3 separate regions of the Zea mays genome follow, and all the other regions are linked to region 1. Evidence: chromatin contacts called from public Hi-C data. All regions are on one chromosome and are shown on one strand. The core of a region is the stretch at or near the end of the contact, and the rest is flanking DNA. Distances in the headings are between cores, read along the strand shown. Region 1 holds the start of LOC100280237. Region 2 holds the start of LOC100381948 (putative magnesium transporter NIPA8). Region 3 holds the start of LOC100533130.

Region 1 (4,421 bases), core at 211-2,710:
CGCGAAGGGGGAAATGATGGCTCCCCCTGTGACGTGGTTGGTCCGAGCCCTGGGTCGGGCGAGACGGTGGCTCCTCCGAGGTCGGGTCGAGTCTGTCCTCCGAGGTCGAGGTCGAGTCCGAGCCCTGTGGTCGGGCGAGGCGGAGTTCGTCGTCTTCCGGGGCCGAGCCTGAGCCCTGGGGTCGGGCGAGGCGGAGTTCGTCGTCTTCCGGGGCCGAGCCCGAGTCCGAGCCCTGGGGTCGGGCGAGGCGGAGTTCGTCGTCTTTCGGGGCCGAGCCCGAGTCTGAGCCCTGGGGTCGGGCGAGGCGGAGCTTCCTATGGCGCCCGAGGCCGGACTTGGCCGCTGTCAGCCTCACTCTGTCGAGTGGCACAGCAGTCGGAGCGACGCGGGCGGCGCTGTCTTCTTGTCAGGCTAGTCAGTGGAGCGGCGAAGTGACTGCGGTCACTTCGGCTCAGTCGACTGAAGGGCGTGCGTCAGGATAAGGTGTCAGCCCACCTTTGCATTAAATGCTCCTGCGATGCGGTCGGTTGGCGTGGCGATCTGGTCAAGGTTGCTTCTCGGCGAAGACTGGGCCTCGGGCGAGCCGAAGGTGTGTCCGTTGCTTGAGGGGGCCCTCGGGCGAGACATGAATCCTCCGGGGTCGGCTGCCCCTGCCCGAGGCTGGGCTCGGGCGAGGCGAGATCGTGTCCCTTGAGTGGACCGAGCCTTGACTTAATCGCACCCATCAGGCCTTTGCAGCTTTGTGCTGATGGGGTTACCAGCTGAGATTAGGAGTCTTGGGGTACCCCTAATTATGGTCCCCGACAAGATTAATTAGACTTAATAGATTTGTCTCATTGTTTATTCTTTCTAAACGGTAAGATGAGTTTATTAAAACTAATTCGTATATGATTTGTTGGTACAAGAAATATTTGCTAATTATATATTAATTAGGCTTAATAAATTTGTTTTATTGTTTATTCTTTCTTTATATAATTAGTTTTATAATTATACTATATTTAATATTTATAATTAGTATTTAAACATTGTGACACGGAGTAAACTTTTGTCACAAACACTCTCCTTAGCAAAAGAAAGGAGGGAACACGTCAGCCTAGCCGGATAGCAGGACGGGAAAGCAAAAGGAAGTCGCTCGGACAAGCATTGACCTCACGTGGCGTCATCTCTTACACCGAATCAAACAAGTATCCTGCAACCGCAGCTGTTGTTCGGAACTCGCGTCTTCCATGCAACACTCCACGCCCAATTCTCAGCGAGCGAGAGGCCCTCGTCGAGCCCATCCATCCCATGATGACGCGGGCGCCGGGAGCACGCGGACGGGACGGCAACCCCAGCCAAAGCCAAAACAGGCCTGCTTCCTTACACCTCGCTTGGTGGTCTGGGCGACCGGCCGCTGGCGTCGCGCCCTCCCTTATAAACCACCACACTTCAGCACCCACAGCTCCCTCTTGCATCCCCTCGCCCGTCGTCTCGCCAGTCGCTACACCCCAAAAACCTCACGCGCGCGCTCGCGACCCCTCGCGCTCGCCTCGTCGGCACGCCGGCGAGAGGGGCGCCCATCCCCGTGCCTATATAAGGACGCCGGATTGGAGGTGCCCGTCCCTTATCCGCGCGGCCAGATCTACCTCTGTTCCACGCCTCCGTCACCGCCGCGTCGGGGCGATCCCACCGAGGCCACAGGTTAGCTCCTGCCCCTTGATTCGATGTGCACGCTTGGTTTCGTGGCTGCCTGGGTGCGTCACCTCGCAGATCTGGGCGTTTAGGAACGCTTCCCACCCTGATCTATGCGCTGTGGCTGTGCCCCACCGTCGATTCGACGCTGTGCAGCCTGCTCCCATCGGGGCCCGCTAGCCGAGGTCGGAATTCCACGAGATCGCTCGGGTTTATGTTGTGCCAGTGCCAGATCTGCGGACGCGTGTACGGTCGCAGCTCTGCATGGCTGTTCCTGTTGCTCGGCGCAGAGTATAGGATTTAGATTTGGATTTAGCACTTTTGAATTTAGATTTGGATTCAGCGTCATCTGTGCGCATTGCTGATCTGCGCTGTCCGCGCTTGTCGTACAAAGGTGTCTGGGTTTGCGTGACTCCTGGGGCGGGTGGTTGGCACGTATTTGGGGCCATGTGTGGGCCAAACCTTCCGTGCGCAATTTTTGCATGTTTCCCTTTAGAGAAATCTGATCGTGCCGAATAATTACTACGTAGGATAAAACATAAAAGCAAAATGTCATGGACTGTCAACCTGTGCACTTTACATTCCTGCCGCATATCTGTGGTACTTAGATTAGAGCAAGTATAATAAGGTGACATAGGCGGGCTGTAAGAGATGCTATGTCAGATTTTTAGTGACGTGGAAAAAAGAGAAACACAGAGATAAAGAAAGCGGACTGCTCACTGGTAGGCTGAAAATGGGCTGCAAGACACTTTGTGAGAGAAAGAGATGGAGCAAGTATTAAATGTTTAGTTTATATTATGAAAGGGTTATTATATGAATAGACTTTTAGTTGGATATATGTGACATGACAACATGACGAAGCTTACTATGGGTTATATTATTAAACTTGCTCTTACTGTTGATATTTCAGTTTTGTTTTCGATACGTGAAATAGCTCCTGCCGTGTTGTTTTTAATTATTGACAAGTGGGGAGACTGGTGTTCTCTGACCATAAATATGGTTGGCGGAATTGTTTTTTGGTTTGCTTTCAAACGGAAGCATTTTATGTGAAAACTGAGATTGTTCCACTTAAGTGTCCCATATATTTTCCATTTCCATCATTTCTTTAGCTACCTATGGAAGGTAAAATGCAAATATTGGCAAAATGCGAGTTGCTAAATATGATAGGAAACAAGACATAGGTTACACTATCTAATAAATGACGGTCTTTCTTTTTGATTGCAGGTATAAGCTGGTACCATGGCATCCAACACAGGAGCATCAGGATGGCTCAGGGGTAAGGTGAAGGCTGTGACATCTGGAGATTGTCTACTAATCATGGGGAGCTCAAAAGCTGAGATCCCACCTGAGAAGTCCATCACCCTGTCCTACCTTATGGCCCCAAGGCTGGTAAGATCAATCTGCACTTGATTAATTTCCTTGTCGGTAATGTGCAATATTCCATGTTGTTTCACTTACTCCCACTTTTCATTTGTATTGTGAATTGATGGAAGTCATTGGGTTGCTCTATACAAACTAGGTTACTAGGTTCTGAGGTTATGCTTGAGGATTAATGAATGTGGGCAATTCTCAAATTTTTTGGTTGCACTTGGTTACTAAATTTTGCACTTTGAACTATGTACTCAGTTTCAATTGTAGCTTCTTGATATTTTACTCATTTCTCTAGATTTTATTTTTTGCTTGTTTATTCATGGTGTTCTAGGCTCGCCGTGGTGGAGTTGACGAGCCCTTTGCATGGGAAAGCAGAGAGTTTCTAAGGAAGCTTTGTATAGGGAAGGTGCTACATTTGAACTTCATATCTTCTCTAAACTCTCGTATCATTCATTGTATTCTTCCTTTTTTTGGACAATGCAAAATTATAATCTGCTGTTACAGGAGGTCACATTCAGAGTGGATTATACGGCTCCTAATATTGGACGAGAATTCGGAACTGTTTATCTAGGTGACAAGAATGTTGCGTACTCAGTAATTTCTGCTGGATGGGCAAGGGTAGGGACCATTCTATTTTCATATTTGAGTTTATTTGTCATATTTATTGTACTCCCTCCGTCTTTTTTATTTGTCACGGTTTAGTGCAAAAATGAACTAGCGGGCGACAAATATTTGAGAACAGAGGTAGTACTAAACTAGATGTGTTACTGATTTATTATTCTTCTATTTGCTTAATCAGGTAAAGGAGCAAGGCCCAAAGGGGGGCGAACAAAATTCGTACCTTGCCGAGCTGTTGAGGTTGGAGGAAGTTGCCAAACAACAGGGTGTTGGTCGTTGGAGCAAGGTTAGCAATTTTTCATCTCTTGTGACCAATTCATTTTGCATTGCATGAGATGTGCTTTTATTGATTTTGCTGTCATATGTTCCTTATATACATTCAGGAACCTGGTGCTGCTGAAGAGTCAATAAGAGATCTTCCACCATCCGCAATTGGTGAAGGAAGTGGTTTTGATGCAAAGGGTTTTGCGGTTTCCAATAAAGGCAAGAGTTTGGAGGCCATTGTTGAACAAGTTCGTGATGGCAGTACTGTTCGTGTGTATTTACTCCCTAATTTCCAGTTTGTGCAGATATATGTTGCTGGAGTACAGGTACGCTACTCATAATTTGGTGTTGTTTTCTTTAGGTTTATATAAAATAAATATAATTTGAAAATAAATCTAGGCTCCATCAATGGGAAGACGTCCATCGGTACCTACTGTAATTGCTGAAACTGATGATAATGCTAATATCGCGAACGCTGAAGATCCTGAGGGAACACC
Region 2 (4,065 bases), core at 968-3,467, 290 kb after region 1:
CAATGTTCAAACCAAAACACTGGGCTAGAAAGAGAAAAGAAAATATGATTGGATGGCATTATTAGCTCTAAGAAACAAGGAGAGATGGAAACTGTATGACTGATAAGCTCTTATCTTTTTACCCCCAAGAACTAATGGAAAAAAACAGGGCGCAAATACAGGGCGCAAATACAGTCTCCATGAGAGTTTTATTCTTTACATGTTTACACAACCATTCATGAGTTTCCCATATTATATTACATCCTACATGTTAAACTAATTTTTCTTTTGAGGTCTCGAGGACAACGAAAAGAACCTGTGCAGCATAAGCAAATGACATGAAGTTGAGGCAGTTCCCAGCAGCAAAAAAAAGTATACCTGAATGCAGATGTAGCATTAAAGTTGGTCTTGATTAAAAGACTCTAAAATTAGTAAATAAATTCTAGCAGACAGGGTTACCTATTCTCCAAGTCTGGAAATGCATTACAGACTTTGGAACGAATTTTTCATTTCCCTCGCTGTTGTTAATTAAGGAAAGCTTTTCTCTCTGCCAAATAAAACGAACACATTTTTATTCATCTTCCAACGTAAAACAACATCATATTCACACATAGGGAATTGAGCCTAGTGCAAGTGCTAGATCTCTTCAACATGACATTGGGGGCTGGTTTTTTCCTTATTTATCACCCAATTTCTCATAGTCATAACTTGGTTTTCTTTTTTTCATAGTCCGCACGTAAAGATAACTACGATCACATTAATTTCAAAGGATATTAGGAACTAAGTAGACAATGCTCCAGTACTGCAGCAGATGTTACCTACAAAGTTACAAAAACTGGCCTCGGGAATCAAGCTATATTTGACATGCTGTCCAAGAGTTGTCATCAAATGCATAATTTATTGCTTACAACACCTTCAAGAGCACCAGAAATAGCTAACTAGGCAGTCAATAGCCTAATCAGTTAACGCAACATTTTCTCATGATGAAGGCTCTAGATGAAATGGCCAGGTCATCTGGTAACCAAAAAAGGGTGTTACTAGGGTTCATTCTTCCTGTTTTTTTGTAATGAAAACATGGATTTAGGGGGGGGGGGGGGTGAATTCCCTAAAGCTAACAGTTAGTTGGCTAAAAATTGCTAGTAAAATTAGCTAGCTAATTTACTAAAAGTAGGTAATAATTGAACTATTAGCTAGATTGTTTGGATGTCTTCAGCTAATTTTAGTAGCTAACTATTAGCTCTAGTGCTTTCAAACACCCCCTTAAACTAAAGAAAGATGTTTTCACCCTCAGCTAACTAAATGGGTCAGACTAGGGCACCCACATGTATGCTCTCCTTGATCTTTTGACTGGAATACATATATGAAGTATATTAGAAGTAGGGACAAGGAGCACAAATCAGAAACATGTAATGTCTACCTGATCATGGCCCAACTTCAGAAGGTTGGTACCAAAGTTTATGCCAACACTCCCCACGATGTTTATCAACGCCCCTATAATCCAGTCGCCCATGAATCAAGTGTAAAGTTATCTCCTACAAATATATGATATGCTCCTTCCACAAGCCACTTGTACAACAGCTCCTTGCTCTTGTTTTTGACATAGGGACTTCAATTCATTGAGAACATTCTCTCTTTCCCTTTTTCTCTTCTGCATAGGTCTATTCACCACAGTAGTGTGTCACAAACCTCTCCAAGATCCCCTTTTCTCTCCAAGATTCCATGAGGTATTCAGCCTAGTAGTCTATCACAGACCTCTCCAAGAACCACTGTGGAGCTCAGCCTGCAAAAAAGGCATAAATGTCATTCCAATCAGACACACAACCGGGATGAACACCATTGGTTATTTGAATATAGGACCATTCCATGAGGCATTCAAGGAGAGGGCGCCGTTGGCAAGGCATTCAAAGAGGATGTACCCTCAAGGGCGGGCCCAGATAATTTTTGCGAAATAAACGAAGTCCGTATGCATAATACATGCATGTACACTTGTAATCAGATCAGATCCCAATACAAGTAGCAAGTTAGGGTTTGGGTGCTCGGTTTCGCACAGCAGGAATGGGAAACCAAGGGGTGCACATACTGACGTACCTGGTGCTGCTCGACGCTGGCGAAGGGCCCGGAGAAGACCTGGGCACCAAGTGTATGGCGGCAGCGACCTCGGCCCGAAGAAGACCTGGGCACCTGGCGTAATCGTCGGCAAGGGAGAGAAGAAGGGGGGGAAGGGAGGAGATCTCGGGAGGGAGATAGAGCTAGCCCTGGGCGTTCGGGATTACCCGAAGTTTCGGGTCGGGTTATTCGGGTTTTTTATAATTCGGGTTTCTAAAAATGGTACCTGAAATTATATCCAAAATTACGGGTACCCAACATTTCGGGTACCCAAAAATTCGGGTTTGGGTATCGGGTAACCCATTTTACCCAATTTCAGTGCACACCAAACCATGTAATCTTCCAACGAAACAACAAAAAATCAGTGCAAGACTGCAAGCATACAGTCATATCCATAACCCATTCAATACACGCAACAATTTAGCAAGACAGGAGCAGCTCATGCATATTAATACTCAGACCGAACAATATGGCAGCACATTTTACAGCAGTTTTGACATCATTTCTGCTCAGAATACAGCCCCCCAAAACATCACACGTTCAGTCCATGTCCAACTGGACAGTATTACAGCAACGTGCCAACATTACAGCAGTCCAAGTCCAACTGGAAAACATTATACCAGAGTCAATTCAGTCCAATTGGACAACATTACAGACTAAAATTCTAGCACGTGACAGCAGCATATGGTTTCCAAATGAGTGAAGTAGTGAACAGAAGACAAAGTAGAAGAAGCATGACACAATTAAGCAATGCTTAGGACTTGGATATTCCATGTTCCAGTGAATTGCTTCCTGTTGCTGTTGCATGTGAAACTGAAGTGGAAGCTTGTTCTTTCCCCTTCCCTTTGGCACCAAATTCTTCCAATAATTCTGCAACAAGTCAAATTTGAAGTGAGCAGTGAAATAATGAAGAAAAATAAATAAATGAAGAAAGGTTGTACTTGTACCTTTTTCTAGCATCGTTAATTCCTCAATATTCTCTATGATGTCCACAGGTACAGACCATCTAAGCCAATCTTGTGTACATACTAGTGCTTCAAGCATGAATGGAGTAAGAGAGCTTCGAAAGTCATCTAGAATACGTCCACTTGTGCTAAATGCAGATTCTGAAGCTACTGTTGAAATAGGTATAGCAAGCACATCACGAGCCAAGCGAGAGAGAACTGGAAACCTTTGCTCGGAGGCCTTCCACCATACTAAAAGATCAATCTTCATTTCTGTATCTTCAGTTTCTTCAGAAAGATATTTGTCAAGTTCAGACTTAGAATTGATGCTTGACCCATGTCCCAACTTCATCCTCTTAGCAATAACTTCTTTCAGTTTGCCTCCTCTACCTCCTTGTGTCGCTATTGGATCACTTATATCAGTTGTCTCCTCACTTGGAGCATATATCTTTCTATATTCATCAAACAACTCATGAACACAAGTTTTAATTGCTTCCCAAACTAATTGTCCCCTTGCCTCACCAAATATCTCTTCGACTGTGATCTTTGTATACATAGATAACTTATATCTTGGATCAAGACAGCCAGCAACAAAAATCAGCAAGTTAAGGTTCTCCTTCTCTTTTCCCTTACCTCTCCCCCGATCATTCTCATTTCCACTGCTAGTGTGCCAAAGTCCCCAATATTTATCAAATTTATCTTTCATTCTCATACCCATAGCACATTGCAAATTGTTGGGTCTATGCTTCGTCGCCGAAGGTCTTATAAAGAGAAGTGATCCTCGGATGAAGCTGTTCGTACAAGATAGCCGAAGGTGCCTCTTCGCAGAGCTTCGGCATTACAAACCGACTTAAAGATAGAATGACCTTTTAGTCCATAAAGGTCTGAGTCAACGTTGTAAGTTCTTATAAGGGGCATACTTGTAATTCCTCACAGGCTGCGTCCTGTGCCTATAAATAGTGAACAGTATTCCGTTACTGTTCACGCATTCTGATTTTTGCAATCGCATTTCTCGGAATACAACCTTTGTCAAGGC
Region 3 (4,115 bases), core at 709-3,208, 320 kb before region 1:
TGCTTACGTGACAATCTCCACATTTTTTGATGTTGTTTTATGAAAATTGGTACACTCTAAAAATACAGTTATATCTTTGTTTTCGTTTAAGTTATAAATCAGAATGTTCTTTTGCTTTCACGTTAGAAATATTTGATTTCAACTAAGGTGGATTTGCCTTCATGTAACAACTGCCTTATATTGTAACTATTAGAAGCTTATATTCTTGAGTACATATTATTGTGTCTATTATTTCTCAATGGGAAACTGAAATTCAGTTACAACATGAACATGTATATCAATTTTCAGAGCGGATATTTAGTTACAACATGAACAAGGACCTACAGTTTTCAGAGCTAACATCAACGACACCAAAATTCATAACTGAATACAGGATTATTTCAATATTTCCTCTGTGTATGTCATACAAATTCTGTAACTTGACGTCGCCTGCAACTCTTCTTCTAGGCATGCATTTGGAGACGAGGTGAGGTCCTCTGGCGGCACCGCGGCACACAAAGGTGGTGGTGCGTTGTGCCTAGCCAGTCGCGACATGTTGTGCCTGTCCGATGACGGAGAGCTGTGCCCGCCCAGTCGCGGCAAGCAGCGCCCGGACGGTGGCAGCGAGCGGCGCCAGGACGGTGGCAGCGAGCGACACACCCAAATGGCAAGTGGATCCCGAAAGATGGCAGCTGACGACGACGTGTCAGTGGCGGCGAGCTGCACTTTCCTGCTCGAACGGTGGTGACGCTTCCCTGCCAGTTCGATAAGGAAAGGTAGAAGAAACACGTTGCTGGGCCAGGTAACACGCCTAGGGGGCTTCCTGTGAAATTTGCAGAGGTAGGTAAGAAGAGGTGGGAGGGTATTTTGCAAAATAAACATTTGCCGTTGGATGTATGATCTTTGTCACGTTTACCAGCGGACACCAGATCAAGGAGTGCAAGCCCCAGTGTTGGCAGGTCTCCTCGCATACAGGGGTATCTTTCTATTAGCGAGTGAGGTATCTCAGGGCTCTCTGTGACTATCTTGTCGCTGTTATACTGAACCATAATGTACCAGATTCTTTTTGTTAGCACTCTTATATACTCTAGGGTCACTTAGACCCATTGAATGGGTGGGTATACATAGAAGTAACTATGTATGTGCATGTGTGTTGTCATGGAGTTAAAATTAGTATAAAATATAGATACAGATTGACAAACATCACTATAATATGCATCCAAGTTTCACATCACTATGAAAGAATGACAAGTAAATAGGAAATCAAATACTACCTCCATCCAAGTTTCACAAGCGTATATAAATAATTTATGCATGGCTAGGATTATAAATGAATTACAAAATCTTATAACACATATTTTTATATAAGTTATCGTGGTATTATATGTTCTCATTACAACGCACGGACGCTTACTTAGTAATAGACATAAGCGGAACGGAATCACTCTACTCGTTTACCGAGTGGAAACAAAAACAAGCTTCTCGTTAAGCCATAGCGCCATGAATAAATTACCCCGGTAACTTGGTCAACCTAGGACTAATAGGAGGAAGTTAAACGTAACAATAACATAAATATATTAAAAAGAGTTAAACGTATAACCGGCCTCTGAACTTGTTTTGTCAAGATGCTACTTACATTTCTGAAGCATTAGAATGTATTTTTAGATACTTTACCTTGTTCAGTGGCACACCACATTGATTGTTATGGTCTAAAAATAGATTACTATTTTTATAATTTTAGAAATTTATGGCATATCATTTACAAGTTTAAGAACTTAGAAATACATTTTTTTAAAGTTTGCTAACCTAAGTGACATTCATGGATAAATTGAAAGCCAACCGTGAATTTAACTCTATAAAAAATTGTGAGGTCAGGAAAAAAAGGTTACAGGCACAAAATCAAATATTGAAAAAACAACAAAAATTTAATAGTAATGTGACGACAAATATATTAAAAAAGAAACCTTGTGGCCAGCCCCATCTTTCTAGAAGGATTTTGCAGAAGGATTTTGCTTGGCATCAAGGAACAGTGCAAACTAGAAGAAACCCCCGTCATCAGCGACCTCTCCCCAACGGCGCCGACGATGGCGCAACAGCAGACGCAGCTAACCACTGGCTCGGGCATCCTGGATGCCGTCCCGCTCTTCGTCGTCATCCTCCTCGCGGCCCACGTCCTGGCCCTCGTGCGCTTTCCCCTCGCTTTTCTTATTTTTCGTTCCTCGCGTCTACACGGTACATGCTTTGTCCCGCCCAGATCCGGACTTCTCACCCCTCTTCCTTCTGCCTGTAGGTGTTCTGGATGTACAAGCTGGCTTCCGAGAAGCAACCACCCCGGAGGAAGACACAGTGACGGCGCCGATCTACGCCATCGGCGATCCTTCGCTAGCCTCTTTATCGGTAAGATTCGTTCCTGAAATGAAATTGACAGCTTAGGCTAATTTGTTTTGGTAATGTTTGATATGCTACTCCTGATGAACTACAATACTACATGGCAGAATCATCTTTCTTTTTTCTTTTTTGGGTTTATGGATTAACGGCCACACCAAGAGAAGCGATTTTACATTGGAATTTGTGCTCTTTGTCAAAACGTAAATCTGACAAGAGCTTTTCCAGAATTAATAAAGAAGTAGAGTTCGGTCAAGCTCAAAGAGGGAACAAAACAATTGGTGGCAATGATGGTTATGTATGTGAATTCCTAGTGTTGTCAACGGGTTGGGAAAAATAAAAGAATTATTTGTACAAAACTAGGTAGAAGTACAATTGCTTCTGCTTATGGCAGTGACAGTGGTTCAGTCATGCTTATTAAATCAAAGCCAGAAAACTACTGTAAGTCTGTAACAAGCTAGTTTAGGGTTCACTGCTTAGATAATGCAAGGATTAAGATGAAGTAGATCTTAGCTTTGGCTTGTATACAAAGCACCCTGGACCGGAGTATAAAGAAACTGAATTTTCTGTCTTTGGAGTAACAAACTGCTGTTGTAGCTTGTATGTCATTCTTTGTTTTCTTATCACCAAACCTCAGTTGAACTTCAATTCTACTATCAGTTCTTGTTGCATTCCTAACAGGAAAAAAATGTGAAGGGCACATTAGCTGTCCTATGTACTGATCACCAATGCAATCTTTGATTGAATATAACTAAGTAATACAAAATCAATCTCTGAAAAGTCAATCTAGTTACCGAGGATTCATTTCATCTTGCTGTCATGATTATGGCATATGCTAATTATTGATTGGATAGCAGCTTAAAAAGTCAATATAATTACTGTTCCATGTGTCAGTAAGTTTCAAAATGATATATCTTCCATATGTTGAGCATAATCTAGACAATATATTTGCAATCACATATTGTGATACTGTGGTTTCATTTCAAAAAAATATTTAACTGAGCATTCAACATAAGAGAAGAGCATCCATGATCTGCACCTTTGGTATAATCACTTCTAAGTTATAAAATCTGTTGCATATGGGAGAGGGAGTCGTCTGGGTTGTAAAAATGACAATATGCATGGAAATCAAGTGGGTTGGGGTATGCGCATGCATTTGAGAATATAAACGTTTGAGAAAACTAGTTTTTTATAAATTACGGTACTTTCTTGGGACTTTGTTGGATGTCAGGTTTTTGCCATTTTGCCTCACTTATTTTCTTATGGTGCATCTTCTTGTTTTTGGTGGTATCAAATACTTTACCTAAAATTCATCTTCAACTGTCGTACAGGGAATACGCGATAATCATGAATTGCAACATCTTTATCTATGTCTGTATTTATGTTTCTGTTGTTAGTACATGTGTCTGAATATGACCTGAACATTTTGATACTTCAGCTGTAATGTGCGTTCCTCCTTTTCTCTACATTTTTAGTTGGTGGCATGTGATACTTGTCGCATTTAACAATTTTGACGTGCAAATACCATTATATTTAGCAAGTAGTAGCCATGTATACTTTGTGGCATGCTTCGTTGTAGAAGCTGTTCAATCCCACACTCCATTAGACTATCTCCAGCAGCTTACCCATCCCCATACCTGTATTCAAACTCTACTCTGCGAACAGTGTAGTCTACAGTGCAAAACAATGCATGTGGGTAAATTTTAGGTAATTTGCTGGAGTCGACCTGATCGACCAACCTCATTGTGCTT

What was found. Hi-C and Micro-C count contacts between places; a contact is called where the count stands out from the background.
Region 2: a Hi-C map of leaf shows a contact between it and region 1, with 4 times the contacts expected there. The contact joins the promoter of LOC100381948 here to the promoter of LOC100280237 in region 1. A contact is called at or near these places in 10 of 25 Hi-C or Micro-C datasets (bundle sheath, ear, leaf and 3 more) and 1 of 3 datasets of contacts at active chromatin or transcription factors (leaf).
Region 3: a Hi-C map of tassel shows a contact between it and region 1, with 2.0 times the contacts expected there. The contact joins the promoter of LOC100533130 here to the promoter of LOC100280237 in region 1. A contact is called at or near these places in 2 of 25 Hi-C or Micro-C datasets (ear and tassel).

Annotation. Positions count from the first base shown.
Region 1 is chr4:97,984,696-97,989,116 of Zm-B73-REFERENCE-NAM-5.0, forward strand. LOC100280237 reads left to right here and starts at 1,461. Exons shown (of 17, transcript NM_001326369.1): 1 at 1,461-1,680; 2 at 2,896-3,060; 3 at 3,374-3,448; 4 at 3,547-3,660; 5 at 3,842-3,946; 6 at 4,044-4,250; 7 at 4,324-4,421. The coding sequence starts at 2,911.
Region 2 is chr4:98,271,889-98,275,953 of Zm-B73-REFERENCE-NAM-5.0, forward strand. LOC100381948 (putative magnesium transporter NIPA8) reads right to left here and starts at 2,218. Exons shown (of 13, transcript NM_001318214.1): 1 at 2,068-2,218; 2 at 1,397-1,759; 3 at 439-526.
Region 3 is chr4:97,661,843-97,665,957 of Zm-B73-REFERENCE-NAM-5.0, forward strand. LOC100533130 reads left to right here and starts at 1,959. Exons shown (of 3, transcript NM_001365074.1): 1 at 1,959-2,162; 2 at 2,270-2,376. The coding sequence starts at 2,064. The coding sequence ends at 2,329.